7 separate regions of the Mus musculus genome follow, and regions 2, 3, 4, 5, 6 and 7 are each linked to region 1. The links are chromatin contacts, called in public promoter capture Hi-C maps. All regions are on one chromosome and are shown on one strand. The core of a region is the stretch at or near the end of the contact, and the rest is flanking DNA. Distances in the headings are between cores, read along the strand shown. Region 1 holds the start of Tspyl5 (testis-specific protein, Y-encoded-like 5). Region 2 overlaps Sdc2 (syndecan 2). Region 3 overlaps Sdc2 (syndecan 2). Region 4 holds the start of Matn2 (matrilin 2). Region 5 overlaps Sdc2 (syndecan 2). Region 6 holds the start of Laptm4b (lysosomal-associated protein transmembrane 4B). Region 7 overlaps Matn2 (matrilin 2).

Region 1 (3,833 bases), core at 163-2,662:
TGGGCTGGTAAGCAGGTGGGTAGGAGGGATGGGATAGGGGGAAACAAGGAAAGGGTATAACATTTTAAATGTAAATAAAGAAAATATCTAAAATAAATAAAAATAAAAGCTGGCCGAGAGCTTGTTAACATTTAGTTGCTGATCTAGTAGTTCTTGTGCACCTTGAGCAAGCTTCCATATCCTGCCCAACGGCTAGGCTTACTTCTCTGTTTTTCACTGCAAGGGTGTTGTGGTGTTTGAACCTGGAAGATCCACTCAGAAAGTTTCTCTTCACATTTGTCATGCATTCCCTCAGTACTCATGGTGCTGTAGCCCTGCTATAGGATATGAGGTTTCTTTAGGAGTGCCAGACAGGTTTTCTGGCTGATTCTCTGTAGGCTATGAAAAATTTCTAGGGCTCCCTCCCTCACTACTCCTGTAAACCCTCTGTCTCAAAAATCTCACCTGGAAATCCTTCTCTACTCCTAGAATGGTATTTTTATTCTATGTGTGTCCTATCCCAATTACAGGAGCTTGGACTCAGGCCTGTTATTTCTGGCTCTGGACTGGGATTCACAGCGTTACTCTGTGTAGACCTGAGGCAGCTGGAGGATTTGTGCCTAGGCAAGGAGTTTGGAATTTGTTAACATGCTGAACAGCTTAGGAGTCACCATAGCCATTTGCAAAGGGCCAACAGATTATGGTAGCATGGTAACATAATTAGGCCAAGCCTTTTTCTCCTTCGCTGTATAGTCTCCAGAATGTTCCTTAGTATCCCTCTCCTCTCCACCTGCTCTTCCTCCTCCTCACTAAGGACTGAATCCTCCTCCTCACTAAGGACTGAATCCAGGACTTCCCACATGCTGAGTAACTGTTTTATCACTGAGATGTAACTAACACCAGCCCTCAGTTGCCATTTTATCAGGAAACTGGGAACAAGAATACCTCCTTCAAGAACAGAGATAATGTAAAATTAGTATTCAGTAAAATGCCTTGTATGTTACTTTTTTATTCTTTCTAAGTCATTTTACATAAATATTATGGTTCTGGCTTTCACATTCCCTAGAGTTGAATCGTTGGGACAAATCTTACAGTAGAATAATTATGTAATGAGACAGACATGCCGATGACCAATTAATTATGAGAGATGTCACAGAAAATAACAGAAGAGGAAAAATACTTAGAAAATTGATGGAGACGGTAGTGGGTGCCTTTACGATGTCACTGTAGGAGCAATGGCTCTGTCTTATGAACCCCTGGGGACACGCTTGCTATCAATGATAGGAGATGAGTCAGCAACACTACCAAGGCCAAGCACAGGTGGAAACTAACTTTCTAACTGCAAAATAAGACTAAGGGCGTGTAGCATGTGAGGGTGGGCTGGTACGCAGCCGCTGAGCGGAGCCAATCACTGGGTGCAGTGGGTCCTGCCGTGGTGACGTCACGGTTGCCATGGAGAGGCCAGCTTCGTAGAGACCCTGGGCTGGTAGCGGCTTTGAAACCTTGTTCTCTGGCACCATGAGCGGACGGAGTAGGGGTCGAAAGTCTTCCCGCGCCAAAGGCCGGGGCAAAGGCCGGGCCAGAGCCCGGGTCCGGGCCGCTGCGGAAGACGCCTGGCACGACGAAAAGCCACCACAGAGCCCGCGGCTCGGGGAGGACTCCGCGGCCGCGCAGGTGCAGGCCGGCGCAGCTCAAGGAGGCGCCGAACCAGCCGAGCTGCGGGAAGAGGCGGCCTGCCGCCTCCCGCTGGACTGCGGCCTGGCGTTGCGGGCTCGGGCTGCAGACGAGCGCGGGCTGGCGGCCCCTGATCCGGACCTGGAGAGGGCCCGTTCCCTCGCCGAGCGCCTGACCAGCGACACCAGCTTCGTGGGAACCGTGGGAGCCTTGGCGAAGCTGCGACGCGGCTCCCGCATTGGAAATCGGCGAGTCCCCGGGAGGAAGGCCCCAGATACTCGGAGCGCCACGGGGAGGGGACCTCAGGCCACAGTTAGTGGGAAGCCGAAGATGGCCTCTGCGGGGTTGTGCGCCGCTGCTCCAGTGGGGGAGGAAAAAAAGATGACAGAGAAGCATGCTGGGGCAGGGTCTCCCGCGACAGTGGGCAGCATGGATACCCTAGAGACGGTCCAGCTAAAGCTAGAGACCATGAATGCACAGGCTGACAGGGCATATCTCAGGCTTTCACGCAAGTTTGGCCAGTTGCGACTTCACCACTTAGAGCGCCGGAACCTCCTCATCCAGAGCATTCCGGGCTTCTGGGGGCAAGCTTTTCAGAACCATCCCCAGCTGTCAGCTTTTCTGAATACCAAAGATAAGGAGGTATTGAGCTATTTGAACAGACTGGAGGTGGAAGAACTTGGCCTTGCCAGGTTGGGCTACAAAATCAAGTTCTACTTTGGCCGAAACCCCTATTTCCAAAACAAGGTGCTCATTAAGGAATATGGCTGTGGTCCATCCGGTCAAGTGGTGTCTCGTTCAGCTCCAATCCAGTGGCTCCCAGGCCATGATCTACAATCCCTAAGCAAGGAAAACCCAGAAAACAATGGTAGCTTCTTTGGGTGGTTTTCAAATCACAGCTCTATTGAGTCTGACAAGATTGTTGAGATAATTAATGAGGACCTGTGGCCCAATCCTCTACAGTACTACCTGATCAGTGAAGAAGCCCGTGGAGAGAAAGGAAAGGAAGAAAGGCCAGGTCCAGCAAAACTGAGCCCTGCACCTGCAGTGAGGCAGCCCAACTGATCCGACACAGATCTCCCTACCACCTCTTGCTGGACCTGTTAGGCTGACCACGTGGGTTTGGTTGTCTGCCTTCTGTTCATACCATACATGGTAGCCACTTTGGACTTATCTTCAAGAATGTGACATTTGTGATAATATTCTCTGCTTCCCCATGACCTCACCTTGTCACAATAGTGTTGCATGTGTGACATTCTCACTGTTTGTGTATCAATCACTTCTGATATATGACTTTCTCTACACTATCCAGTCCCTGTTCTTGGCTCTGGCTCTTCCCACTTTCCTTTCACCTGGACATTCTGAGTCATTGTCCAGATGGATATTCAAGCTATGCTACTTCATGGCCAGTCAGCTGGGCTTTGTGTCCATTTTAAGCATGCATGTTATCAGTGGCAAGATTTTTCTATTGCTATCACAAAATGAAGCCAGTGCTTTTATTCTGTGGGTATGGAGACATCAACCAAGGTTCTTCCTATTTTGTTTCCCACTTCAGCCTAGGTCCAGCAGACTACTGGTGTGGATGAGGACAAGGGAAAACAAGAATATGTTCTGTTCACATCATACATCTCTTCTTGCCTCATAGACAGCCTGCTAGTGAACCCTCATCATGGTCTGGCTATGCCTGACTGCAGTCAGTCCATTGACTGTTGGCTAGGTGGGTGTTATTGGCTCCATCTTGCTTATCAAAGACCTCAAGAACTGCCTATGGACCCAGGTACCTTCCCAATGCATGAGCTACAAACCCACCTTCCCCAGACTTTAGAAAACCTACTGCTTGTCAGATTGGTGGGCAGCCTGGCATTTGTGAACATATGCTTGTTGCTCTCATGTTGTGAGCCCTGAGAAGGGTAGAGCTTTGGACCACATCTTTATCAACTGGGTATCTGTGCCATTTCTCTTATTCCTTATTCCTTGCTAAGAAGGGACAAGAAGGAATTTTGAGGAAGAGAGATTTTTCATTTCTATGCCCATGTTTACGTCACACCTTCATGCAACTTAGTCTCCTTCCCTATCAACCTACCTTGGGACTTCCTACTCTCCTTATGAACCCTCTCCCAGCCTTTTAAAATAGCATCACAGTGCAGACAAAAAAAAAATCATCAACCAGACTTTTCTAC
Region 2 (4,052 bases), core at 527-3,026, 720 kb after region 1:
TGTGAAGTTCCCAACATAGGTACCAAGAACTGAACTCAGGTCCTCTGGAAGAGCAGCAAGTGTTCCACTGAACTGTCTATCAATCCTCTCCCATTTGTAATTCTTATGGAGAACTCATTGAACACTATCCATGTTGGCCTAAGACACAAGCCACATAACAATTTCCACCAATAGCCCAATGCAGAGCATTGGTGGGGACGGGGATCTACAAGTTTATGGGAGAGCTTGAGTCATAACAAGGCCTTCTAGATCCACATTCACAGAGATTCACACTGTAGTGGAACTGTTAAAGTCTTTTCTTGTGTGAAATAATGAATCGGATTTTCACATGTATGACTGAAGCCTGAGACACAAGCAGACTTTCCACAGGTGGCAAGCACCATCACTGAAACATTGTCAGCTCAAAGCTTCAAGCTATAGTAACAAATTGAAACTGGTCAGCATCTCCTCTCAACTCAGATATGAGACTATTCACTCTGACACAAAGGTTTTGCAAATCAATAGACCATTTAGAAGTGGCCTGTTTTCATTCTAACACAGTTGCTTTTTAAAAACTGTCACACCTAATATAGCAGGCTCCAGGGTCTGTGGAAGTGCCAGTTCAGAAAAGCTTTGCTTATTGTGATGGTTACCATTGGCAGAGGAAGTTCACAGCAGGATGCTCACCAGGTCCATAAATCAATATATAGAAATCCAAACCAAAGGCTTGTTTAGCTCCTCTTACTAAAAGCATTTTTAATTCCACAAAGGAATCAGAAGCCAGAGACTGTAACCTGGTTAGAGAGCTAACTGCTCTGATGAATCTTTATTGAAACACTTGAAGAACTCATTCACACAAGATCCTGTTTCATATACCAGCTTTTATCTTTCAGCTGCAAAGCTGATATAATTCAGCTCCTCACTGTTAAAATTGCTATCCCTTTGTACTTCAGCCTAAACCAATGGCACAGCTCCTTACGGAACAGAAAAATTTATTATACACACTACACAACACCGCCCTTTTTGTTCCTTCTATCCCAGTTAATGATTGCGGCAACCCATACAGAGAAGCAAATGGAATGTCTTCTGCAAGACAGCCAGCCTTGCCTTCCCCAGACACATCTCATGACTCCTTTGTCTGCTTTGACAAATCTTAGTAAGGGCATGTTTGTGGATGTAGTCAAGGCTATGGCCCATCTTCTCCACAAAGCAAACATCTGTACCATTCTACTATTTCAGGGAATTGGTTCAGTGGCCTTCAGTACATTTAGGGTTCATGGTCCCAACTAAAATATCCCTCCAAGTTCAATCTCTAGTCCTGGATTATATGGAGTATCTATGAGGCTCTATTACCAGACCTGCAGAGGAACGGATTTAAAAGCTTGCCTTTTGAAAACATCTCAATGAATGACAAATGAAAAACAAAACAAAACAAAACACCAACACCAAACAAACAAACAAACAAAAAACACTTTGGAATTTCTCAACAGTTCTCATCTGCCCATACCATCAGCCCTAGAAAAGTTCTACCTTGAATTTCTGCTTGCTGTTACTCTCTTACATGAACAGCCTCTGAGGGTTCCTTAGCATCCCTGATGGGGTCTCCAGGGTACAGCACTAAACTGCACTTATCTGAATACTACACTGCAAGCTGTAGGCACTGCCATCTGAGGCATGGTTTCATAAAGCGTGGTTCCAACATTCCAAGCTCACTTAGGTGCCTGGTGGCAATGCAGATCGCAGGAGATACACTAATCCCAGAACAGAACAGAGTTTGTCCACACTGAACAGAGTTTCAGGGTAGAAAAAAGCAGGACTATGGATGATTACATAGTTCACTGGATTCTAGGGCATCTGCAGCTCTACAGAGATCAATATTCCACTGAAACATGGTTATGCTTCTGTTACCACAGTCTTTTCAAGTGCCATGGATTCATCCTTGCCTTGGACTTGGTCCTGACTCCCACTGCTGTAAGAGAATCATCTCCCCTCTCTTTGTCTATATCTTACACTTTTCAAATGACCTACATCAAACTCCTTTATTCCTGGATACAGTTTCTAGTCTTGTTTCTCTCTCATTTAAGTTTTGTCTGAATTCTGACATCAGAATGACTTCAGTAGGGAGGGGAAAAGGGAGAAATTGTCAAAATTATCAGTCATGGAATAGGCTAAGAGCTGTAAAATTCAGAGAACTGGCAGTGATTTTGTGTGTGTGAAAAATCAGAATTCAAGAAACAATATACGTAAACAGAACTCTCACAAGACACCAATGACTTGACTATCAAACATTTATTTAAAACAATAACAAAAAACAAAACAAAACAAAACAAAACAAACAACAACAACAACAAAAAAACTAAAATATTCCCAGAACTGTTTCCTAGGCAGAGAAGAGTTGAAATAGTAAAACCTATCTCTTAGCTAATGCAGGAGTCAAAGCAGCCAAGCTAGCCAACTTAGCCCATCAGGATATACTGGTAACAGTCGACAGCTCAGTGAACTTAAAGAAGGCATGCACCTCTGCCCCTCCCCAGATCACTTATGTGACATCATGAAGTGATAGGCCCATAAAATGCAGGGCAGCCTTCAAATAATGCATAATAACAAACTGTAAAAAATATACAATTATGTTCCTTAATTATCTATAAACCAGATGATAATTATACTAAATGAGGTTGTCTATAACATTCATGTGCTTTAAAAATCTACAATTGCTTCATCTATTGTAAGTGGGTATAATTATCTCTAAGCCCATTCATATACTAAGTAAATTTTTTAAAAAGCTACAGAATTTCCTAGGGCTGCTGCTGCTCTGAGCAAAGTACAGCAGGCATATCACGATGAATGAGGAAGCTCTGGCCCTTGGGAAGTTCACACAGCCATGTAGGAGAAATATAAGAAAGACAAATGAGGAATATGGTCACCGTTCTCACTATTATTCTGTGTAGAAAAAAAATGTTCTGCACTGAAGAAGAGAAGAAATTATTTAATAAATAGATTTAGTTAAGCCATGGATTCACCTTGAAATCCCAAGCAGGACCTGTACACCCTTGAGTTCTCAGTGGAGGTCACCTGTCCCACTTCTGATCTCTCTAGAATACTAAGACAGATATGCAGAGAAATAATGTGACAGGATTGTTTAGGACCAGTACAAAACAAAACAAAACAAAACAAAACAAAACAAAACAAAACAAAACAAAAACAAAAATCTTGGGTGTTTATTCATTCTCTGCTATAAAAACCAGGCCACCACTGAAGAGACATTAATAACCTTCTATTGTATAGGCATTAGCCATTTCAGCTTCCAACTTCAGAGCTTTCCCCAACCCAAAACACTCATTACATACGGTCTGCTGTGCTGGATGCTGCTAAAGTCAAATTTCAGAGCCCATATTCTCTTTGAATTTAGATTCTGTGATGGAAAATGATGTGGATTGTAAAATGAAAGATACATGCAGAAGAAATAAGAGAAGTAAAAGAGCGCACCAAGATGGAACGGGAGTGCTGGATTTGGAAAAGAACAGAAGGCATGCCAGTGAATGGAGAAGCTTGTTGACAGGATGCTGCATCCTTCTTAGCAGCTCTGCATGCTATAAGCAGGAGTCAATAAAAAAATGAGTCACAAAGAGAGCTTCACAGTTCTTTTCGCAGCCAGGTTATGTCTGAGAATCAGTGTTTCCTTGAGTATGACCTATCCTGTGTCCTGGTTCCCACAGCACTATAAACTTACCTGTCATTCATTTGTGAGCCCTGTCAATTCTAGGAAACTTTTATGCCAACTACTGGAGAACATCAAACAAAACACAAACGTCCAATGCAGATCATTATACAAATAACTGTGTAACAGTGCAAATAGACTCTACCAACTTTCCTCATCTTGCGACATTGACATTCATAAACCAAACATTAACCTTCTGTTTCTATCTCCTAAGCATTGCAGCACCCATTGTTGTTTCTATTTCTATAAAGGTAACTGTTCTAGTCATTCAGAGTAAGTTTGGGGCTTTCTCTTTCCAGTTTCTTTCAATTATCATAATGTTCTTGAATTTTACCTCAGTAGTAGTGAAAGTCAA
Region 3 (4,392 bases), core at 278-2,777, 740 kb after region 1:
TTCTGAAACTAGAGATTGAGTGGCCAGTTGTGAGTAGCTATGTGGATGCTGGGAACCTGAATCCTTTGGAAGAATAGCTGATGTTACTATTGAGCCATGTTTCCAGGCCCTGTGCTTTTCTTATGTTCCAAAAATATGTTTTTGTTATTTTAACTATATATGGGAATGCGCACATGTGTGCAGATGCCCTTGGAGGCAGGAGACATTAAATCTCTGGGTGCTAGAGTTACAGGAGATTGTGAGTCCAGAAATGTAGCTGCTGGGAACTGAACTCAGGTCTTCTGCAAGAGCAGTATGTATTCTTAACCATGTCTCCAGCTTCCATAATGCTTTCTCCAGTGTTTCTTCTCTAAGGTCAGTTTTCAAAAGCATGAATGATTATCTCAAGGTAAAGATAACAACTTCAGACATGTGGTACTTCAGCTCTAACTGGGGAATGGGAAAACATGATTTTTCTCTGTGGTAGTTGAATTAAAATGGACTCCATAGGCTCATATATTTGAATGCTTGGTCCCCAGTGAGTGAAACTATTTGGGAAGGACTGGGAATGTGTCCTTGTTGAAGGAGGAGTGCCATGGGGGCTGGGCTTTGAGATTTCAATAGCTTGTGTTATTCCCAATTTGCACACTCTCTTTGCCTCAAGCATGTGGGAAAAAAAATGTTAAGTTCTCAGCTACTATCCTGTGCCATGTGTTCCTGCCTGTTCCTATGCTCCCCACTATGATGGTCACAGACTCATCCTCTGAAACTTTAAGTGCCCATTAAATGCGTTCTTCTCTAAGTTGCCATGGTCATACTATACTGTCTCTCTTCATAGCAGTGGAAAAATGACTAAGCTGGTAACTTAACTTCTCTGAGCCTCTGTCCTCCTCAGCTGCTCAAGCCCTCCTGGTCCAGTCCTTTCCCCCAATGTCCGCCACCAGGTCTGCAAAGACAAATACTATTTGCCAGGTCTTCTTCAGCTTTGGCTCAAGGCTACTTCAAATTCAGTCTCCCAAAGAGCCACCTTCTTTTATCCTCTACATTTTCTGGGCTTTAGTCCTTGGTTGTCCCTGGAAGAGTCTTTTGTTTTAAAAAAAAAAAAAAAAACAAAAAAAAAAAAACAAAAAAAAAAACAGCCCTGAAGTTCCCAGGGGCTGAGGGTTAATGCAGGTCTCTTAGAGCCGGATGTGCATAATCAGACTCAGACAGCAGCTGCTGAGCTGGAGCTAATCCTTAGAGGACTGCTCAGCCCTCCTTGTTCTCTGGAAGTGAGATTGCCTGTCACCAGGCCTGCTCCAGCTGCTGGCCTGTATGTTTTCAGGACACTGCAAACAACATCCTCTGTGAACTCCACTCTCAAAATGCCAACAGATTTCTGTTTTGCTTTATCAAGCTGCCTCTCCAGATTCAAGGACTTCAAACAGAAGTCTGGTTGGGGTCCATACACTAAATATCATATATAAATGATGTGGGGGTGGGAAAGGTACCTAGAGAGCCGTGGATGTGAACGTCTGTTAACAGACCTCTTACTGTGCCTGTGTTCACATGGACAGGCAGTATTCTACACAACATTAAAGGTGAGTGAAGCATCCAAAGTCACCACTAAATATATAGCTCAGACACTACTTCCTAACCCCAATGGAATGTCCCCCTGACACTGTAATGCCTCTCCAATCCAATCCCATGGTACGCAAGAATAAAAATGATTTGGTTTTGTTCTCTTGGAAATATAACTAACAACTTAGCTTTAGCGAAAATGTTTTCTTCTTGTAGGTTTGGGAGAAGGATTTGCAGGATGCATTTTAAAAATAAGGTCATCATTACAAAGTTTTCTTGGCTGGATTCTTAGATCAACTATAATTAGCACAACTCACCGTGTGCCAGGAAGTCTCTCGAGAAAATAAAAGTTTGCTTGAGAACCAGTCAGTTCTAGGTAACAACTATGTACTAAATTTGTCAAATTAGGGGCCAGCATAACTCATGAGAGACTACGTGTTTGTTCGTATAGTTAATATTATATTACTGCTTCTAGCATACAAACAATTCAAACTCCATTATGATTTTAAAATATTTTTCCATGTTAAGCATAAATTTAGACAATTTGGTGACCGAGACTCCTGAAGCAAAAGTGTTATCTTTAATGATTCAATGGAATTAGATTCTTATTTAGTTGTAAATATTTGAAGAGTTCCCAGATCTCTATACAAATTACATTTTAAGTATTTATTTTTATTACGTTTTCTTTATATGCATGCACCTGTGTGAATGTGTGCTACCCGTGCATAGGTTCTAGAGTGGGAATTACAGGTAGCTGTGAGAGCTGTTGTGAGTGTGGAGAGCCAAGCTCAGAGAAGACATGCACACTCTTAATGGCTGAGCCACCTCTTCATCTGAAGCTTCAGCCCTTTTCAATTGCACATTCTTTGTTAGACGTTCACACTAATGAATACATAGAATTTTGAAATCTTTTGAGAAGCGCCTTGAGACTTAAGAATCCATATTAAATAAATTCCAGTCATAAATTATATTTTAGAATTTGAAGACTTCATTAAAGACAGTGAGGAGGGAAAAATAGATTTGCAAATCTACTAGACAGTTATCTGGAGAATGGGAAAAGTTGCTCTTATCACACAGAAATCATAAGCACCAAGCTGCTTCTGTTTCTGCTTCTGCTTCCGCTTCCGCTTCCGCTTCCGCTTCCTCTTCCGCTTCTGCAGCCTGGTTCCCAACAGAGTTCTGCCACTGTGCTTGGCCCCACAGAGCCTGGCAGCTCTCAAAGAAGACAGACACATTGTTGCTTCTGTTCGGTCTCCTCAGAGAGGGCATTTAGGTGGATTTTGTTGGGTATTGCCTGGTTTTGTGTTTTCATGTGGAAAACATTAAAATCAAACAATGAAAATCATTGCAACAAATCAGAACAAGACAGAGTCTGAACACACTCTGACTAAAAACTAGAATGGGTCTCCTCCAAATGGTTCTACTTTAAGACTTTGGGAGACTTCTGTTCAAAAACATTCAGGGAATTAAAGCTAACAACTCAAGAGATGAACCACATTATTTCCAATTATTATTATCATTATATTAATGTACCAGATGCCAACAATTAAAAGCCCATAGTGTTAAATCCTTACAGGCCCAGAATAAAATTCAAACATGTTGTAAGAACATACAGCTATTTTTCCACAACTCTAAGTCAGACAGACTCTTCAACAATGTCCATGAGAGGAATCAGTCAAGAGTCAGAGCAGAGTGCTGGGTTGCTACTACATGTTTTATACTTTGAGAAGAAAGAAGCCAGGACATACTTCAAAGATCACAAATGCAAGCTTTTGTACATCATAAAATAAAATAACCTAGTAAACTGGCACCTTATATAGGTGAGAACATTTTCAGCTGGTCATTTTGTTAAGTCCTTATTTGCTAAGTCCTACTAGTAAAGTAGGTGCAGGTCAAGGACAAGACCCATCATATGAACTACTCCAGAAGACTCCATAATGTCTTCTTTGCCAGAGAGAAAAGAAAAGGAATAAAACTACCAGCAAACCAATCAGTCTCCTACTTACTTTTCAATTTGTTGTTCTTGATTGGTTTAGGTGTTTGTTGTTCTTGCTTGTTTGTTTTTTAAACAGGCCCACTCTGTAGCCCAGGCTGGTCAGGCTGGTATAGAATCCATTGTGTTGCCCAGGCTGGCCTGTAACCACAATCTTCTACTTCACTCTTTTCTTTCTTCTTTGTTTTTACTTTGTCTTTTATTTTTGAGATTCTAATATAATTACATTATTTTTCCCTTTTCTTTTCTCCCTCCAAGCTTACTATAAACCTCTCCTTGCTGTCTTTCAAATTCATGACCTTTTTTTACATTAAGTGTTGTTACATTTATATATGTATATATACATATATCCCTCCCTTACTGTAACCTGCTCTATCTGCATAATGGTGTGTGTGTGTGTGTGTGTGTGTGTGTGTGTCTGTGTGTCTGTGTGTGTCTGTGTGTCTGTGTGTGTGTGTGTGTGTGGCTGTGGCTGTGGCTGACCTGACGCTCTGGCTCTTATGTTCTTGTCACCCCCTCTTCTGTGATGAACTCTGAATGTCAGTTCCTGGAGTTATTTTGTAGATGTATCTGTTCACTGGGACTAGGGTCCAGAACTCATCATTTTAATTAGTTGTGGCTTTCTGTTATTGTTTCTGTTGGTTGCAGTGACAAGAATAGGCACATCTATATACAGGAGGTAACACTGTGGTTTCCTAGAACTTGGCACGGGTGGAAGAAGGAATGATTGATAATGGGGATATGAGGAGAGGTGATAAAATGTTCTAGAATTTGACTGTGGTGACATTTCATACACAACTATAAATATATCAAAACCTACTGAGCATAACATCCTTAAAGGGTGAATATTTATGGTAGGT
Region 4 (3,796 bases), core at 657-3,156, 620 kb before region 1:
TGACCTGCCTGTTATCCAAGGCTGTCTCAGGTTTCAATTATGCTATGATATCCTCAGCGATGAACTTCAGGCCCCATGCCTCTTGACCACCTGGGTCTGGACTCTGGAAGCCAGAACCTCCAAAACCTGGGTTTATAGAAGAGATCTGGCTGGTTATGTGGGGGTCTGAAGCTGAAGTCTGTCAACTGAAATGAAAGCAGGAACAGAAGGGAGATAGAAGATGAAAACCTGCAGCCTTTCCTTCTTCAATGGAGTTTCTAAGAGAACAAACATTAGAGGAAACCTTCTAAACAGAATAAACAGGAAGCTTAGAGGAAACCTTCCTGGCTACAAACTCACCTTGGTATCTTGGCTGGCTTTGTGAAATTATCACTTTGAAAGAAGGCAGGGCCGGGCGTAGTGGTGCATGCCTTTAATCCCAGCACTCAGGAGGCAGAGGCAGGCGGATTTCTGAGTTCGAGGCCAGCCTGGTCTACAAAGTGAGTTCCAGGACAGCCAGGGCTATACAGAGAAACCCTGTCTTGAAAAAAAAGAAAGAAAGAAAGAAAGAAAGAAAGAAAGAAAGAAAGAAAGAAAGAAAGAAAGAAGGAAGGAAGGAAGGAAGGAAGGAAGGAAGGAAGGAAGAAAGAAAGAAAGAAAGAAAGAAAGAAAGAAAGAAAGAAAGAAAGAAAGAAAGCAAGCAAGCAAGCAGGCAGGGAATGTTCTCGAATGGACATTTGCACAAAAATTCCACTAACACATATACATTATCTGCCATCTTAGAGCATCCCTCAAAAGGTTTTGTCCTAGAATTAGGGAGGGGATGAATTCAGTGTTCACACAGATTCCTTCCTTTTCTAGAAAGGTGGGTAGCAGAGTTCACTAGCAGTAAGAGACTTTTAGAACTATTCTCTGTACTTCAATGAAATCTCATTTAATCCTGTAGGCATTATAATCCCCTCTAGATGCATGAGAAAATTGAGGCATTGTGTTGCTGGTTGTCTCCAAGTACTCCAGCCTGTAAACTTGGCAGCTGGGGTTTGAACGAGGCCTGCTGATTCCCAAACCTCTGTCCTTTACCCTTACAGCTTCGTTGTCCATTCCTCAAAGGCTAATGGGAATTGCATCCTGTAGATGCACTGTGGGAGCGCCACAGTGATTACTGTACAGTATCTCCAGAACACCAACTCCGGGAGACCTTACAAGGGTTTGTCCCCATATTTTTCTGTCCTCTCCCCAAACTGTCGTCCAGTTTTCCAGCAACACAAAATGCCCTCTTCTTATCCCTCTTCCGAAATACAAGGAAGCCAGAGCTGGACACAGAAAGCAAAGGAAATCTAGATGACACTGGTCTTGAGGTACCAGCCTACAGGAGGAACCAAGTTATTTTCTACCTGGTAGATAGGATTGTCACTGCAAACCCACTCAACAAGTCCCTATTCCCTGGTCAGTGTGGAGGGGTTCTGAGTGTCCCTGCAGCGAAGCACAGCGCCCCCGCGGGGCCCTCGGGTACTACTGCCGCCCCATGTGTCCCGCGCCTGGCCCGGCGTGGCGGGACTTCTCCCGGCCGAGGGGACCTGCAGCGCCGCCTTTCTCTCCCACTCTCCACAGGGAGACAGCGGGTCCCCCAGGAGAGGGACAGATTTTGCGTCTGTCGGTCAGTGGGTCATCTGCTCCCGGGTCAGCGCGCCGCGCTCACCTGCAGCCACCGCCGCCGACACCCGGGAAGAGAGACAGGGGAGCAGCTGTGAGTGTCAGTCTCCGTGGTCCGCCGCCTCGCCCCGCAGAGGACCGCAGAGCTCCTTGGGCACCGATCCCCGGACGCGAACAAGAATCCCGCGCCAGCGCCGTGTCCTGAGAAGCCGCCTTCAAGTCCCATCCCAGTGCGCTCTCCGCGCTTGCTGGCTGCCTGGGAGGCTCCCTGAAAGGGCGGCGCGAGGAGGCGGTGCCGTACAAGGGTTGGAAGCGGGCGGGCGGAAGGAGGGGTGTCCTCTTTGGGGACGGGGAAGGCGGGGAGAGGCAGCAGTCAGAGCTGCCCCACGCTACAGGCAGCCCCCAGCTCGGGGCCAAAGACGCTCTCCTTGCCTGCTGCCACCCTCAGACTCCTGGTGCATCCCTAGTCCCTGTGGAATGAATGGATCTCCAGAGGTTGGAGTAACTGGAGACTTTAGGGAGCGTGTGGGTCTGGGGCGGGAGTGAAGTGGGGTGAGGGTTTCCTGGTAACAGGAGACACAGCTGGAGTCATATAACATGAATTGAGAATCATTTTCTTCGGGAGGCATCCATGGAGCACGATGATGAAGAAAGAAGTGGTGAGACTTAAGATGACTGATGACACAGCCAGAAGTTGTCTTGGCAGTCTAGGACAGCCCCACCAGCGCCAATTCATATTACTAGTATCCACTGGCCCTGGACCAGCCACTGGGATGGGAAAGGCCATTAAGATGCTAGTTCAGATCAGACTCAAAAACTTAAATCTTTCCATGGGTACTTTGTTCCCCATTCTATGAAGGAACAAAGTATCCACACTTTGGTCTTCCTTCTTGAGTTTCATGTGTTTTGCAAATTGTATCTTGTATATTCTAAGTTTTGGGGCTAATATCCGCTTATCAGTGAGTGCATACCATGTGTGTTCTTTTGTGATTGGGTTACCTCACTCAGGATGACACCCTCCAGATGCGTCCATTTGCCTAAGAATTTCATGAATTCATTGTTTTTAATTGCTGAGTAGTACTCCATTGTGTTACAGAGACAGGAGTTACAGAGACAAAGTTCGGAGCTAAGACAGAAGGAAAGACCATCCAGAAACTGACCCACCCGGGGATCCATCCTATATACAACCACCAAACCCAGACACTATTGCATATGCCAGACAGATTTTGCTGACAGGACCCTGACATAGCTCTCTTGTGTGAGTCTATGCCAATGCCTGGCACATACAGAAGTGGATGCCCACCGTCATCTATTGGATAGATCACAGGGCTCCTAATGAAGGAGCTAGAGAAAGTACCCAAGGAGCTAAAGGGGTCTATAATCCTATAGGAGGAACAACAATATGAACTAACCAGTACTCCCCAGAGCTGTGTCTCTAGTTGCATATGTAGCAGAGGATGGCCTAGTCGGCCATCAATGGGAGGAGAGGCCCTTAGTATTGCGAAGATCATATGCCCCAGTACAGGGGAATGCCAGGACCAGGAAGCAGGAGTGGGTGGGTTGGGGAGCAGGGCAGGAGGAGGGTATAGGGGGCTTTGGGGATAGCATTTGAAATGTAAATGAAGAAAATATCTAATAAAAAATTATAGAAGGCAAGATTTCTTTTTTTAAGCATTTATTTATTACTATATATAAGTACACTGTAGCTGTCTTCAGACACAGCAGAGGAGCGTCAGATGTCATTACGGATGGTTGTGAACCACCATGTGGGTGCTGGGATTTGAACCCAGGATCTCCAGAAGAGCAGTCGGTGCTCTTAACTGCTGAGTCATCTTTCCAGCCCAGAAGGGAGGATTTCTATAACTTCCTTAAGAGAGGAAACATTACCTGAGATAGTGGCCATCCTAGGAGAGACAGAGAGAAAACAGGACTGATCAGTAGCAGGGAACCGAGCTAACTCCCAGACTCTGGGATTACCAATCTGGGATGGCAGGATGCTACAGCAGACCAGACATCTATCTCCTAATAAAAACCCTAATTCTGGGGCTGGAGAGATAGCTCAGGGCTTAAGAGCACTGGCTGCTCTTCAGAGGTCCTGATTTCAGTCCCCACCAACCACTTGGTAGCTCACAACCATTTACAATAGGATCTGATGCTCTCTTCT
Region 5 (3,800 bases), core at 123-2,622, 690 kb after region 1:
AGAGGCCCATTGGTCTTGCAAACTTTATATGCCTCAGTACAGGGAAACAGCAGGGTCAAGAAGTGGTAGTGGGTAGGTAGGGCATTGGTGGGATGGTATGGGGGACTTCTGGGTTAGCATTGGAAATGTAAATAAAGAAAATACCTAATTAAAAAAAATGAATGAAAAAACAAAAACAAAACAACAACAACAACAATAAAGATTTCCCAAACCAAAATTCTCACATAAGATTGGGCTTTAACACACACACACACACACACACACACACACACACACACACACCCTTTACCTAAGCCAAAACACTTTGCCATGGTGTTATTTGGTCCCTGAACACTAACTAGAATGTATGATTCAGTGCTTTCAGAAAAGGTGTCGCAATGCATGGATGCTGGTACATACAACACTACAAAACTATTTGGTTCACCACTGTGTTGTTTATTGATTCTACATAATAGTTCCTGCCTCAATAACTTGCTTGTTAGATAAATTTAAAGTAACAAATCAGATTTGTGTGTCCAGACAATCTTTCATGCTTATTTAACAAATGAAGCCACTTTCCTCTACTACCATGCATTGGAATACACAAACAAGGTATCTGTTTCCCAGTCTCATGTCTCTTGAATATAGAATTTGGTGACAATGAGTAACCCCAATCAAACATACTATTGAGTATGTGTTCATCTGCTGACAACCACATTTCTGGTATATTATTCAACAAAACTAGGACAATAATCCCTTAGTTTTCACAGTCTACATTTCATGGTGAAGAACACAGTAGAAAGCAAGGAAGTATGACACCCAAATCTTTGCACCTAAATTCTTGACACAACTCTTGCTTTGTAATAGTTACAGGGAAAAGCTTACTAAAAGCAAAATATTCTACCTAGAGACAATTTTCACTTGTTGCCCTTCTGAACTTCTAAAATTTAAAACCTCTGCATTGCAAATCTCAATTAATATATCTGCTTTTAAAAAGTACCTTTCTGGGGCCAAGGAAATAGCTCTTCAGAAGACCACTTGCTTAGCATGTGTAAGGTCCTGGATTCCATACCCAACATCACAAACAAACACACAAAGAAATCCTAAGACCAGTTGCTTTATTGCTCATCCTAAACAAAATAAGAGTTTTCTTCCTTGGTAACAACCACAGCAGAAAATCTGACCAAGAGAGGAAAGAAAAACATGAACAGAACACACTTGCAAGCCACACTTCTGTTTGTAGTGGTGGCTTCAGATTCCTAAGTCAGGGAAGAAGGGAAGCGCCCTTTGTGGTGAATTAAATTTGTTGGCAACAAGAACAGGGATCTCCAAAGCAATGCACAGTAAGGCGCCAAGGATGGTGAGTGGGTTATGAGGAATACGTATGACACATTAAAGGAAAATGCCCATTGCTTCCATATGTCCTCTGCTGTGTGCCTGATTCCTTTTTAGGAATAGCAGAGAAAAGCAGGATGTTTGCAGCTATGTTATTATAGGTATTATTGCCTTTCACCCTCCTGAGCTAGCATATTCCAGTGTTTATTTTTATATCCATATGACCATAGCTTTGACTACAGTAAAATAGAAGCATTGTAAGCTAAACCTGAATGATCCAAGTTTGGAGAAGGTCAGTATTAATAAATTCTAACTAAAGTAATGAGATGTTCTTTCTTAGTAGAGTTTGGCAGGAGATGGGGATGGGAAACATATTTGGTGTTTATTTCTCTTTCATCAATATTCTGTGAAAACTATCATTATAGATAAGATTCTAAGCTAAGCACAGGGAGCCAACTAGCTCTGGTTTGAATTTAATAGTTCACTCTAAGGAATTTTTCAATACCTACATTCCTAGGTCCATATGTATTCTCCACTCAAATGAGGGCTGACAGAGCGCCATGGAAAACCTATGAGACAGAAAAATGGGAATGACTTTGACTTTAAAGAGCAGGTAGATGCTGCAGCCAATGCTGGGCATGAACCAGAACTCTCAGGCCTGCAGCAGTGACAGATGGTGTTGTAGGAAGCTGAGCTAGAAGTGAGTCAGAAGTAAGGTAAGTACAGCAATCTATTGCTGCTGTAAAAAGAGTACTGTGCTATCTAACCAATTCTAAGAGAGGCTCTGACCCTTGAGAAATTGCCTTGGCTTTTATGAAGCTTCCAAGCTGGGGATGGGGGTGGGCGAGGGAAACATGTGAAGTTAGGAGAAGTAGTGAGGGATAATGGCAGAAGTTAAAGGGGAGGAAGTGGTTAATCAAGACATACTGTATACATGGACTTCTCAATAATTAAATAAATAAAAATTAGCAGATAAGAGAGAGGGGGGATGTGGGATGGCTGCAATTCTGTTGTGTTATGATTTGTGAATACCTGAAAAGCACATTCATTATCTTGTGAAATTAGAAGAACAATATATTTATGGACAGTAATATTATTTCCACCAACAACGAACACTCATAGTTATGCATATTGACATGCTGGCCAAAGTCTGCAAAACTTAACTCCATGGGAATCTGCCTGCCTCTTTCTGAACTGCCTCCACCAGAACTAGATCTGTCTATAAAGATACCCTGACATTCTCTTTGTAAGATTACATAAGCCTATGCTGTTGGGTTATAGAGGATGAATCAGGTATAAAAGAGGTGACAAATGATAAAATTAGGTTCTTTATTTAAAAAATTAAGAATCACACTAAAGAAAGCATTTTTAAGAAGCAGAATATTTTATTATTTTTTGCCCCAAAGGAGGATAATACATGGTAATTAAAAGTAGTGATTGGAATGCTTATCCCTAAACACCAATTTGTTATAGGTAAAACATTTAATTTATTAAAATATGGGAGATTAACAAAAAGTAAATCTTTGAGTCATATCTGTGTTATGCAAGACCAGTGGGAGCTACCTGATGATTTCTCAGGTTTTGTCACAGGTCATACTGAAGGTTGCCTTTCATGTTGATCCAGCATCCAAGGGTGCTGACTGCACACAATGATGCAAACTTCTGCCACTCTCTACATATCCCACTCTAGTCAGAATCTTCAGTGTGTCCAAAGTAACTAACAGATGGCCCCATTGAGTATGTATTAAAATGTTCACTGGCCAGGCATGGTGTCTGACATCTACAATGATGGCAGTGGGGAGGCCAAGGCAGGAGAGTCACAAGTTAAAAGCCACCTTTGGCTACACAGTGAAAACCTGTCAAAATGTTCTTTTTTCAAAATGAAAACCCCTACTCAGTTTCATCTTAATTATCCAGAAAACACAATTGGTGAAGACATAGAATTGGGGCAGAGCAGAATGCAGCCTTACCAGCTAGGTTACTGTGGCATGTGTGAAATACCAAAGTAAGATGTATTTACTCCCCCACAGCCTTGGCACAACAGAGTGGGGGTATTTAGAGAGTGAAGGCTGAGGAGCAATCCCTCACCACTGTCCCGAGTTCTGGATGGAGATCCCTAGCTCTGCCCACTGTTCTGAAACACACCTGTCTTCTGACTCCTCTTGCAGCTTCTTACCCTTGTGTGCTTTTGCCTTTGTAAGAGCAACTTGACTTTCCTCTCCTGCTTTAGAGGCTGAAGAATGTGGCTGAGAATACAGCTGCCAGGACAACCACTCTGTTATGTATGCCAGTCACTCCTCACCTAAGTCTCTTTCTCCTGCCTAGATGCTACTGTCCCAATGGCAATGACCATAGCTTCTTCCACTGAATTGCCCACATTGTAGGGCAGACCCCATGGAAACCCCTTTTGGAACTGTTCAAGCTCAGACCAAAGAATGTTGTTTTTAATACAGATTGTTCTTTTAGATCCTGTACAAAAGCAGCTG
Region 6 (4,408 bases), core at 1,157-3,656, 550 kb before region 1:
GTCAAGGCAAAACAACAACTTTTTAAAGGCTTAAAGAAATACGGATTATCACATGAGCTGTAACCAAGGACTGTAAATAAACCACAAGCTCTTAGCCTCTAATTTCATCCCTAGAAAATTAAATTTAGCTTACTGAACACAGTACATAGCATGCAGGACCTAGTTAGTTAGTAAAAGGGTAATACTAGTAAGCCCTAGTCAGTAAGCAGGGATACGAAACACAAAATTTTCATTTGGAGCGGTCTGCTTTTGACACACCAATATAGCATGGTTGGATACCTGACAACTACAGGGCTCAAGTATTTCTCTCCCGTAGATCATGTAGTACGCTGTGTTGGGGCTCAGTCTACACTGAAAACTCTTTTTATACATGACCACGTGGCAGGTGAGACAGGGTGAGAAGATGGGGGGGGGGTGCTTGTAGGAAGGAGAGGTAGGTAGGTACCTCATTTTTCCTTAGGCCTTAGGCCCTCACCATGTTGACCTTTTTAAATGGAAATTAAGGTCTTAGATAACAGATTTGTATTTAAAACTATAAGGGAACTCAACTAGTGAACAAGAAATTTTCAATAGGAATAGAAAAGATTTCTATATAGATGTGGTGAGTACCTAAGCTTTTCTGGTCTCCTTGGAAGCGTATGCCTCACAAAGGGCAGGCTCTTACAGGAAAGGAAGCCTACGGAGGGGGAAGTCTGCTTTTGACACACCAATACAGCATGGTTGGATGACTGCCAACAAGACTAAAGTAGATTTATATCTCCCGTAGATCATGTAGTACATTTGCCTAATGCAATGCCCTAGATTTTACCAACTGCATCCACTGAAGCCCTTGCAAGCCTGCAGATCTGAACACTTCCAAGGAGGACACAGACATTTGCAGCCCACCTTCTGCCCTGACTGGCCATCGATAAAAGCACTTCCTGAGGCCACTTTCCACACTCCAACTATGGTTTTAAATTCCTGTAAATTCCTTGGCTTTAAGAAAAGTCAGGGCTGAGCCAATACATTAATGTTCAATTTGCATTCACACTGAACAGCCAGAACCCACATATACCAAAGGTCTGTTGGAAAGCTTTTAAGACTAAAAAATTCTATTATGCGGCCATAATGGACCCAACTAAAGAAAACTTGAGACTATAAATAGAACTGTAACATCACGTGGAAGGGGAATGCATTGTTTAAAATGGCACAAGGCAGTTTACAATTCAATACTGAATATCTTTTTAAACTATCAAAGGGAGCTAAGAATATGTTCTAACTAAAAAGTTTTATATGCCACTTAACTACCACTTTCAACTACATTTCGTTGTTCTGCAGCAAGTAGCTCGGATCTCTCTAAAATGATGTCACAAAATCCAAAATATTGAGGAATCCGACTCAGTCCAAGGCTGCCAACCACCAACCAAGGGCAGCCAGCGCCACAGGGCAAGAATCCATCAAGCTAACTCGCTGCCCCAGAGAATCACATGTTTGTTCTTGACACAAATGTGAGCGCCAACCTGAAGGCCATTTTTAAAGAAAACTAAATTTGCCCGCCGTGCCTATTCAGAGGGATCACCTGTCCTCGGGCAGGAACCTGAGTGGTTGTTAAGATGGCTTCTCCAAGCCAACTGGAACACAGGCACACTTGGGTACCTTCCCTGTGTAAGAGCTTTAAACAGGCGTACGCAGGAAAATCCTCTCGAGAGGAACAAGAATTTCCCAACCGTTTCTGCTCGGACGCGAACTCGCGAGGGCGAACGCTGTGTAGCCGTGGTGCGTCCCGGGGGTGAACATGCCCGGCCCGCACCTCGCAGGGCCCGGTGCCCCACCCCCCCCCGCCCGGCCCCACATGCCCCCGCCACTGCAGCCCGGCTCTCCCCGAGAATTAACTTTCTAATAATACAACTTTAGGCGGATGATCGCGGGCGGCCCCCAGACCGACGCCGACCTAGAAGCGACTTAGTGGCGCGGGGTGAGCGGCGCGCGTGGGGACCCCGGGGGCTCCCTCGACGCCAGGGCGCGCTCACCAGGTACCAGACGCCCAGCAGGATGGTGCCGGTGCGGACATGGCAGCACAAACAGCAGCTGTGGGAGTAGAACCGAGTCCAGGGAGCGACCATCTTCATAGCTCCGGCGCTCGTGGAAGTTTGTGAGAGCGTCGCTCGCTTCGTCTTGGGTCCGCTGCTCCTGCCCCTCTCCTTGGCCGCCCCGACCCTCGGACCGCTCGCCCGACCCTTGGCTCTGCACTGTACCGAGAGCTCCGAGTGGCCGCTGCGACGGGACACTGGGCTCGAAGACCGCGGCGACGCTAGGAGGCAGGGGGGAGGAGAAGCCGTGGGTCACGTGGCCTGCCCGGGCTCGTGATGTCACCACCGGCTCCAGCCAGCTGCGGGCGCTGGGAGCGCTGCGCCAAATAAATGCTTCCTTGCTGGACCCTGAGGGAGTCTCCAGAATTTTCCTCCGGAAATGGGGTGCACCTTTGGTTAGGATTCAGATTCATTCCAGCTGTGTTTGCCTCACATCTAGCTTGCAAATAACCGGTGAATGCTGTGCTAGGATTGTAGTTATCTTGCAAACTGGCGGAAGGAAGGAAAACTGCTTAGAATGATTATTCCAGTCAACTGCGGTACTTTGAACCACTGCGGAACCCGCAGAGAGCAATTTATCTCAGCTTCCCAGCTCAATTACTTTAGTAGCAATCTTTTCCCAGAAAATAGAATGTGTGTCAAGGGCATCCTCACTGTGCTTCCGTGGCATTTTTAATAATGACTGAAGTTCTAGTAAAACAAAAACAAAAAAACAATTACTGCCAAAAGATCTATGCAAGTCACAATACACAGCGTTGAAAGAGCCCAGGCAGAGGACTAGGGTCTGGGGGCGGGGGATGTCCCTCCAGCTGCTGTTTTGGATAGGATCCAAGTTTAGCCTTTGATGACCACAGTGCTAGCTAAGAAGCTCTGATAACTTAAATTAAAAGTTCGTGTGAAGCCGGGCATTGGTGGTGGTGCACGCTTTAAATCTCAGCAGTCAGGAGACAGAGGCAGGCCAGCGTCTATAGAGCAAGTTCCAGGACAGCCAGTCTAGTCTATAGAGCAAGTTCCAGGACAGCCATCCTAGTCTATAGAGCAAGTTCCAGGACAGCCATCCTAGTCTGTAGAGCAAGTTCCAGGACAGCCAAAACTGCACAGAGAAACCCTGTTTCAGGAAAGGAAAGAAGGAAGGAAGAAAGGAAGGAAGGAAAGGAAGGAAGGGAAAAAAAGAGACCATGTGAAAGTTTTATTTCAGGATTAGAACAAGAAATAAAATGGGTTCAATTTGGCCGGTCAGTGGTGGCGCATGCCTTTAATCCCAGCACTTGGGATGCAGAGGCAGGTGGATTTCTGAGTTCAAGGCTAGCCTGATCTACAGAGTAAGTTCCAGGACAACTAGAGCTATACAGAGAAGCCCTGTCTTGAAAAACAACAAAAATTTAAAAAAGTTTTAAAATGGGTTCGATTTAAATTAAAGTACATGTCAAATAAGATGAAAGATGGTTCAAGATTGGTTAGTTTCACAAAGACGTGCATCTACCACACTCTAGTTTAAACTTGGCTTCTATTCCCAGAGATACCACGTGTAGGTCCTTGAGCAAAGATACAAGCAGGATAACTGTTGTGGGAGGAATTGGAAAAGCTCGGTATTTGTTTCTTTTCTTCGTAACATTAAAGATAATTTTCTCTCTGGGATTGTCTATTGTTAGTTATGGGCTGGGGCTTTCCTCTCATGTGGAGTGTTATCTCAGGATGCAGGAGGCTCTGAGCTCCATCCTCAGGGTTGCAAAAAGAGTATATAATTATGCCCACAGCCATTAGTGAACAAAACCACAAACATTAGTATTCAGGAAAGGGATAGTAATACAGACTGAGGAATACTGCATTGAAAGACTCTGAAAATTCAAAATTAACATAGATACTGCCCTCTCTCTTCTTTTCCCACAAAGATTTCAAATTTATTAAGCAAATGACACATTGATTCAGATGAATTTTATATTTCAGAAAATTTACTATTCTAGATATGAAGTCACAGTAGCCAAATTGCTATAGATTTTAAAATATAGAATAGACACTAGCTGAAGAAAATGTGCGCAGGTGAAGCTTGGTAGGTAAACCAAACAGCTACAGGATCTTTGGAGTGCAAAAGATTACTGGAATGCAAAAGAGTGTTGCCGGAAAAACAAGAACTGGGCCAGGCATGGGGGCTCACATCGTTGATCCTAGCACTCAGAAGGGCGGAGGCAGAGGCAAGTAGATCTCCGTGAGTTTGATTCCAACCTGGTCTTCATGGTGAGTTCCAGGTCAGACAGAGCTAAGTTTAGAGGCCTTGTCTCCAACCAAACAACAGCAGAGAGAACTGGGCTTCTCCCTGTAACTTGTGTTTGGGGCTTTTT
Region 7 (4,258 bases), core at 16-2,515, 730 kb before region 1:
ATATATATGGTCAAAGGGGCCAAGTGGGTTGGAGTTTGACACCTTATAGTGTCTGCTAAGGAGCAGAGCCCTGGAGATGGAGAGGAGGTGAGTAGTGCTGGTGTCTGAGGAAGTGTCTGGATGAGAAGGATGACTAGATGCACGATGAAGATGCCAAGAACATGTTCGCCATGTTTCAGGAAAGGCAAAGAGCCCAGCAGGGTGGGGGTAGGCAGGACACAACATGAGGGCACATAGGCAGGACATGTCTGAGGGAGAAGGGCAGTCATAGAATGTTTTGAGCAGGAGAATCCCCTAGCCTGGCTGTGTTGTGAAAGCACAGAAAGCTGTGAATGCAGGGAAGGAACACAGGAAACAGATATAGCCTACTGCAGTGATCCTGCTGGCCCAGAACACAGTGGATCATGTGGTCAGACTGCCTATGTTCCGATGGTAGAGCCTATAAGATTTGCCGGTAGATTGATGTTAGAGCACAGATCTTCTAGCTGTCTTTCTCCCCCTTCCAGAAATCAGGCCGCACCTCCCTGAAGCCTGTCTTCCTGGGAGTTCTCTCTTCCCTCTTGCAGCTGTGAGCAAGCCTAGACCACAGTCAGTGCCAGGCAGATCACATGGTATGGATCTGGCCACCTCCACTGACAACGCCGGATCAGGATGGCCTTCGTTCTTTAGAATCCAGGACTCTTTCTCACTAGCTTCTTTACTCTGGTGTGGCTGTGCCTGCTACTGGTCTCCCATGTCACGGCCTGATCGCAGCTGCTCATGATCATGAAGATCTCTCCTAGTAAAGTTCATCTGAAGGACAATTTTGTGTCAACTTCTGTCCTTTCCAACACTTGAAATGAAGAGTCCACCGTCACATGGTTAGGACAAGAGTCAGAGATAACTCTGAGATCACCACACTGAGCTCCTGAATGTAGCATATTATTTTATAGGGCTGGGTGGCAGTGACATTTTAAATAATTAATTAATTAATTAATTAATTAATTAATTTAGTGCATGAGTGCTCTGCTGCATTTTATTTGTTTGTTTGTTTTATTTTCGAGTGCTCTCTGCTGCATGTAACCTGCATGTCAGAAGAGGGCATCAGACCTCATTACAGATGGTTGTGAGTCACCATGTGGTTTCTGGGAATTGAACTCAGGACCCCTGAAAGAGCAGCCAGTGTTCTTAACTGTTGAGTTATCTCTTCAGCTCCATCGGGGAACAGTAAGAGTTTATGAGAACCATACAGTTAACTGAAAGCTAACTAAGCCTTTTAGACAGTGAACAGGATTTCAACAGTGGGTGTGCACCAAAGTGGAAAAGGGGCTTGGCAGGGGTTACAACAGGAAGAACCCATCAACTTTGTTTTTGTTAAGCATCATTGCAACATTTTTTAGACAAGGGAAGTCCTCAGAAATATATCCTGTAGGCTAGTTAAGGGATCCAATATTATTCTCATTTACTAGCAAGAGAAATTAAAGTCGAGGAAGGCTTATTACAGCTCGCCAAGACCACTTGCTAATAAATGGAGGAACCAGATTAAAAATTTTTTGATAATGAATTCCATAACTTTTCCCAACTACACAGCATCACCATCTGCTAAGCTTTCAGACACAAAGGGAATTTTGCCTTTCTTTGGGCAGGAACACTGCCAGAATGTTTGAGCAATGGGGAAATGATGTAGGCTGGACATTTAACTGCAGAGGAGATTCTAAGCAGAGGTTGGTGCTCCGGTTTGCTCTGGGTGTGACTCACTTCTCTGGACACATTCTGGACTCATTATTAATGCAGAATAATTCCCTGTGGCTGGGTAGTTCCTCACAGAGTTAAAAGTACCACTAAGTGGCACACAGCACAGACAGCTTGTTGGCACAGAGGGGAAATTTCCTTTTTCATGCATTTATAAGAATACTCCATTTTCCAAGGTAATAAAATAGCAAAAGTGCTCAGGCCAATATCACCAAGCCCTAATCCAAAGTGGACTTTCTGATCACACTCTTCTGCCTGGGACTTCCTAAACCCAGTCCTGTAGTCTTGAAGACTACAGGGTTTTCCTCAATGGAGATACAGGCGACTGAGCTCAAGTTTCCCAAGCCCATGTCTGTCAGATGGCACTGCTTTTCTTTATCAGAGGTCAGGACAGCCAGGGAGAAGCCCTGTGCCCATAGGCTCGTGTTCTTATACTTGGCTATATGGCGGCAGCCTCCAGCCCAGCTCCTCAGTTCTCTTGGAACTGTTACAATGTACATGCTTTAAAGTAAGTAAGAGTTTATAAGCTTTTCTTTTCATCCCTTCAGGGTATCTGATCCAGAACAGGATGGGTGATGCTCAGTCAGTCATAGGAGACGTCTACAGATGACTGCTAAAGGGAAAACACATACAGCTTCCAAAGTCAACTGTACTAAAGGGCACACATGTCTATGAAAGTTACAGAATGCACTCAGCAACTTCATGTAGGGATTCCCTTCTGCAGATACCCTTGCACTATGTAAAGGGATGTGCTTTCAAGTTACTGACTACATTACTGTTTGTAGAGGTGAAAAGTGAGAGTCAACCAAAGTGTCCAGAAACGGGACTGACCAAATGCAATGGAACATTACACAGCTTTACATATCTTTATGTATAGGAACTTCCCTATGTAATTGTGGTGATTTGAAAAAGAATGTCCCCTACAGGCTTACAGATTTGAATGCTTAGATACCAGGAGTGGTATTGTTCGAAACATAGGAGGTATGGCTTTGTTGGAGGAAGTGTGTCACTTGGAGGTGTGTTTTGAGGATTCAAAAGTCCAAGGTAAGGCCAGAGTCAGTCAGTCAGTCTGTCTGTCTGTCTCTGTCTATCTGTCTCTTTTTCTTTCTATCTCTGGGTCAGTGTGTCAGTGTGTCACTCTCAGCTACTGTTCCAGCACCTATGTGCATGCTGTGATGATAACAAAGGATTAAACCTTTGAAAGTGTAAGCCAGACCCCAATTAAATGCTTTCTTTTATAAGAGCTGCCTTGGTCATGTTGTCCCTTCATAGCAATAGAAAAGTGACTAAAACAGTCGTCAGAGTAATTACTGTAAGCAGCCTGACTACTGCTTGATGGCAGAATGTAGACTTTAGGACTCTGAATTAGGAAAGCAGTTGAATGTTTTGGCAGGGGCCTAACTAATGGTGGTGCTGGGAGCAGTGTAGATTATGACAGCTGGGTTTGACGAAAAGAAGAGTAGTAAGTGGGTTAGAGACATTCTTGTGATATTGTGGTAAGGAGTGTGGCTGCTTTTTGCCCTCATCCTAAAAATCTATCTGAGGCTAAATTGAAGAGTTTTGTTATGGTGTCAGCAGAGATTTCAAGACAGGCTAGTATTGACTGTGTCATGTAGTTGTTAGTAACCACTTTTATGCAGATCTATGTGAAAAAGAGTAAGCTAGGCAGAGAAAAATGCAAAATGTACAGCTTGAGGATAAAAGGAGCACCAAAAAGTATAATGGAGTTCACTGCACAACGAGATAAAAAGTTTAAAGAAGAGCCTGATGCTAAATGAGAGTGGTGACCTCAGGGCAAGACCCTATGCGCTACACTCCCAATTTTTGAATAGTAATGAAGGAAGGCTTCTGTGTGATGGAAGCTGCCAACAGCAGAAAGGTGATGCAAATGTAACTGAAGGAGGGGGTGAGGCCCAGCTCTAGCAAGCAGCAGAATTAGCAGCTTTAGTTACAAGATTCTGCTATAGTGGCAAGGATACATGAAAGGGGTTGTGGACACTCCCTTCTCAGCAAAAGAAAAGTCCCTGCACGAGGCCCAGAGATGTCATTGTGTGAAGCTGGACTGTGCTGGAAACTCCAGTATGTTGGAGATGCTGGAATTGTGAGATACCTGTCAAGAAAAGCTGCAGATGAGATGTGGATCCAGGCCAAGACAGAGAAACATGAAAGAAGTTGGGGATCCTAGCTGTTAGACATGGGGGTGCAGAGGAGCTTGCCCAGCTGGTTTTCAGTCTTGCATTGGTCCAGTATTGCCTCGCCATGCTCCCTTTCCTTACTTCTGGAATGCTAATGTACACCCCATGTCATTGGATGCTCAAAGTATGTGATCTGTTTCTTATTTTGATTTTATATTTTTCCACATTTAAAATTTTCCTTTAATTGTATATTTTCCATAGATATGGTATTTCTCAAAATTATGTACCACATTAATTTTCTTTTTTAATTTTAAACAAAATTTTTATTAGATATTTTCTTCATTTACATTTCAAATGCTATCACGAAAGTCCCCTATACCCTCCCCCCAACT

The links. Promoter capture Hi-C pulls out the DNA fragments that hold promoters and counts their contacts.
Region 2: a contact with region 1 is called in a promoter capture Hi-C map of liver, with 3 times the contacts expected there. The contact joins the enhancer-like site here to the promoter of Tspyl5 in region 1. A contact is called at or near these places in 15 of 39 promoter capture datasets (the 3T3-L1 cell line, 3T3-L1-derived adipocytes, the C10 cell line and 9 more) and 1 of 9 other capture datasets (macrophages).
Region 3: a contact with region 1 is called in a promoter capture Hi-C map of second pharyngeal arch cranial neural crest, with 6 times the contacts expected there. The contact joins the enhancer-like site here to the promoter of Tspyl5 in region 1. A contact is called at or near these places in 18 of 39 promoter capture datasets (the 3T3-L1 cell line, 3T3-L1-derived adipocytes, the C10 cell line and 12 more), 2 of 115 datasets of contacts at active chromatin or transcription factors (cardiomyocytes and embryonic stem cells) and 1 of 9 other capture datasets (macrophages).
Region 4: a promoter capture Hi-C map of embryonic stem cells shows a contact between it and region 1, with 7 read pairs. The contact joins the promoter of Matn2 here to the promoter of Tspyl5 in region 1. A contact is called at or near these places in 3 of 39 promoter capture datasets (embryonic stem cells and stem cell-derived epiblast-like cells).
Region 5: a contact with region 1 is called in a promoter capture Hi-C map of the SN4741 cell line, with 3 times the contacts expected there. The contact joins the enhancer-like site here to the promoter of Tspyl5 in region 1. A contact is called at or near these places in 7 of 39 promoter capture datasets (the C10 cell line, the SN4741 cell line, cranial neural crest and 4 more), 1 of 484 Hi-C or Micro-C datasets (bone marrow-derived macrophages) and 1 of 115 datasets of contacts at active chromatin or transcription factors (astrocytes).
Region 6: a promoter capture Hi-C map of embryonic stem cells shows a contact between it and region 1, with 2.2 times the contacts expected there. The contact joins the promoter of Laptm4b here to the promoter of Tspyl5 in region 1. A contact is called at or near these places in 3 of 39 promoter capture datasets (the C10 cell line, embryonic stem cells and neural stem cells) and 1 of 115 datasets of contacts at active chromatin or transcription factors (embryonic stem cells).
Region 7: a promoter capture Hi-C map of the SN4741 cell line shows a contact between it and region 1, with 3 times the contacts expected there. The contact joins the enhancer-like site here to the promoter of Tspyl5 in region 1. A contact is called at or near these places in 8 of 39 promoter capture datasets (the 3T3-L1 cell line, the SN4741 cell line, embryonic stem cells and 3 more), 1 of 484 Hi-C or Micro-C datasets (cortical neurons) and 1 of 115 datasets of contacts at active chromatin or transcription factors (astrocytes).

What each region holds. Positions count from the first base shown.
Region 1 is chr15:33,685,462-33,689,294 of GRCm38.p6, reverse strand. Tspyl5 (testis-specific protein, Y-encoded-like 5) reads left to right here and starts at 1,412. Exons shown (of 1, transcript NM_001085421.1): 1 at 1,412-3,833. The coding sequence starts at 1,498. The coding sequence ends at 2,718.
Region 2 is chr15:32,964,740-32,968,791 of GRCm38.p6, reverse strand. The region is part of intron 1 of Sdc2 (syndecan 2); the gene reads right to left. Among named protein-coding and RNA genes, the nearest start is that of Sdc2, 46 kb to the right of the region's middle. Within about 2 kb of position 1,776, at least 6 of the 459 cell types and tissues checked have an H3K27ac peak or open chromatin away from gene starts, as enhancers often do. A contact at or near this core is called in liver, where this site is marked.
Region 3 is chr15:32,941,041-32,945,432 of GRCm38.p6, reverse strand. All of the region lies in intron 1 of Sdc2 (syndecan 2), which reads right to left. Among named protein-coding and RNA genes, the nearest start is that of Sdc2, 23 kb to the right of the region's middle. Within about 2 kb of position 1,527, at least 42 of the 459 cell types and tissues checked have an H3K27ac peak or open chromatin away from gene starts, as enhancers often do. A contact at or near this core is called in second pharyngeal arch cranial neural crest, where this site is marked.
Region 4 is chr15:34,304,791-34,308,586 of GRCm38.p6, reverse strand. Matn2 (matrilin 2) reads right to left here and starts at 1,906. Exons shown (of 19, transcript NM_001358780.1): 1 at 1,679-1,906.
Region 5 is chr15:32,998,158-33,001,957 of GRCm38.p6, reverse strand. All of the region lies in intron 1 of Sdc2 (syndecan 2), which reads right to left. Among named protein-coding and RNA genes, the nearest start is that of Gm32764, 70 kb to the left of the region's middle. Within about 2 kb of position 1,372, at least 33 of the 459 cell types and tissues checked have an H3K27ac peak or open chromatin away from gene starts, as enhancers often do. A contact at or near this core is called in the SN4741 cell line, where this site is marked.
Region 6 is chr15:34,236,024-34,240,431 of GRCm38.p6, reverse strand. Laptm4b (lysosomal-associated protein transmembrane 4B) reads right to left here and starts at 2,406. Exons shown (of 7, transcript NM_033521.3): 1 at 2,010-2,406. The coding sequence starts at 2,108.
Region 7 is chr15:34,417,503-34,421,760 of GRCm38.p6, reverse strand. All of the region lies in intron 10 of Matn2 (matrilin 2), which reads right to left. Among named protein-coding and RNA genes, the nearest start is that of Rpl30, 24 kb to the left of the region's middle. Within about 2 kb of position 1,265, at least 58 of the 459 cell types and tissues checked have an H3K27ac peak or open chromatin away from gene starts, as enhancers often do. A contact at or near this core is called in the SN4741 cell line, where this site is marked.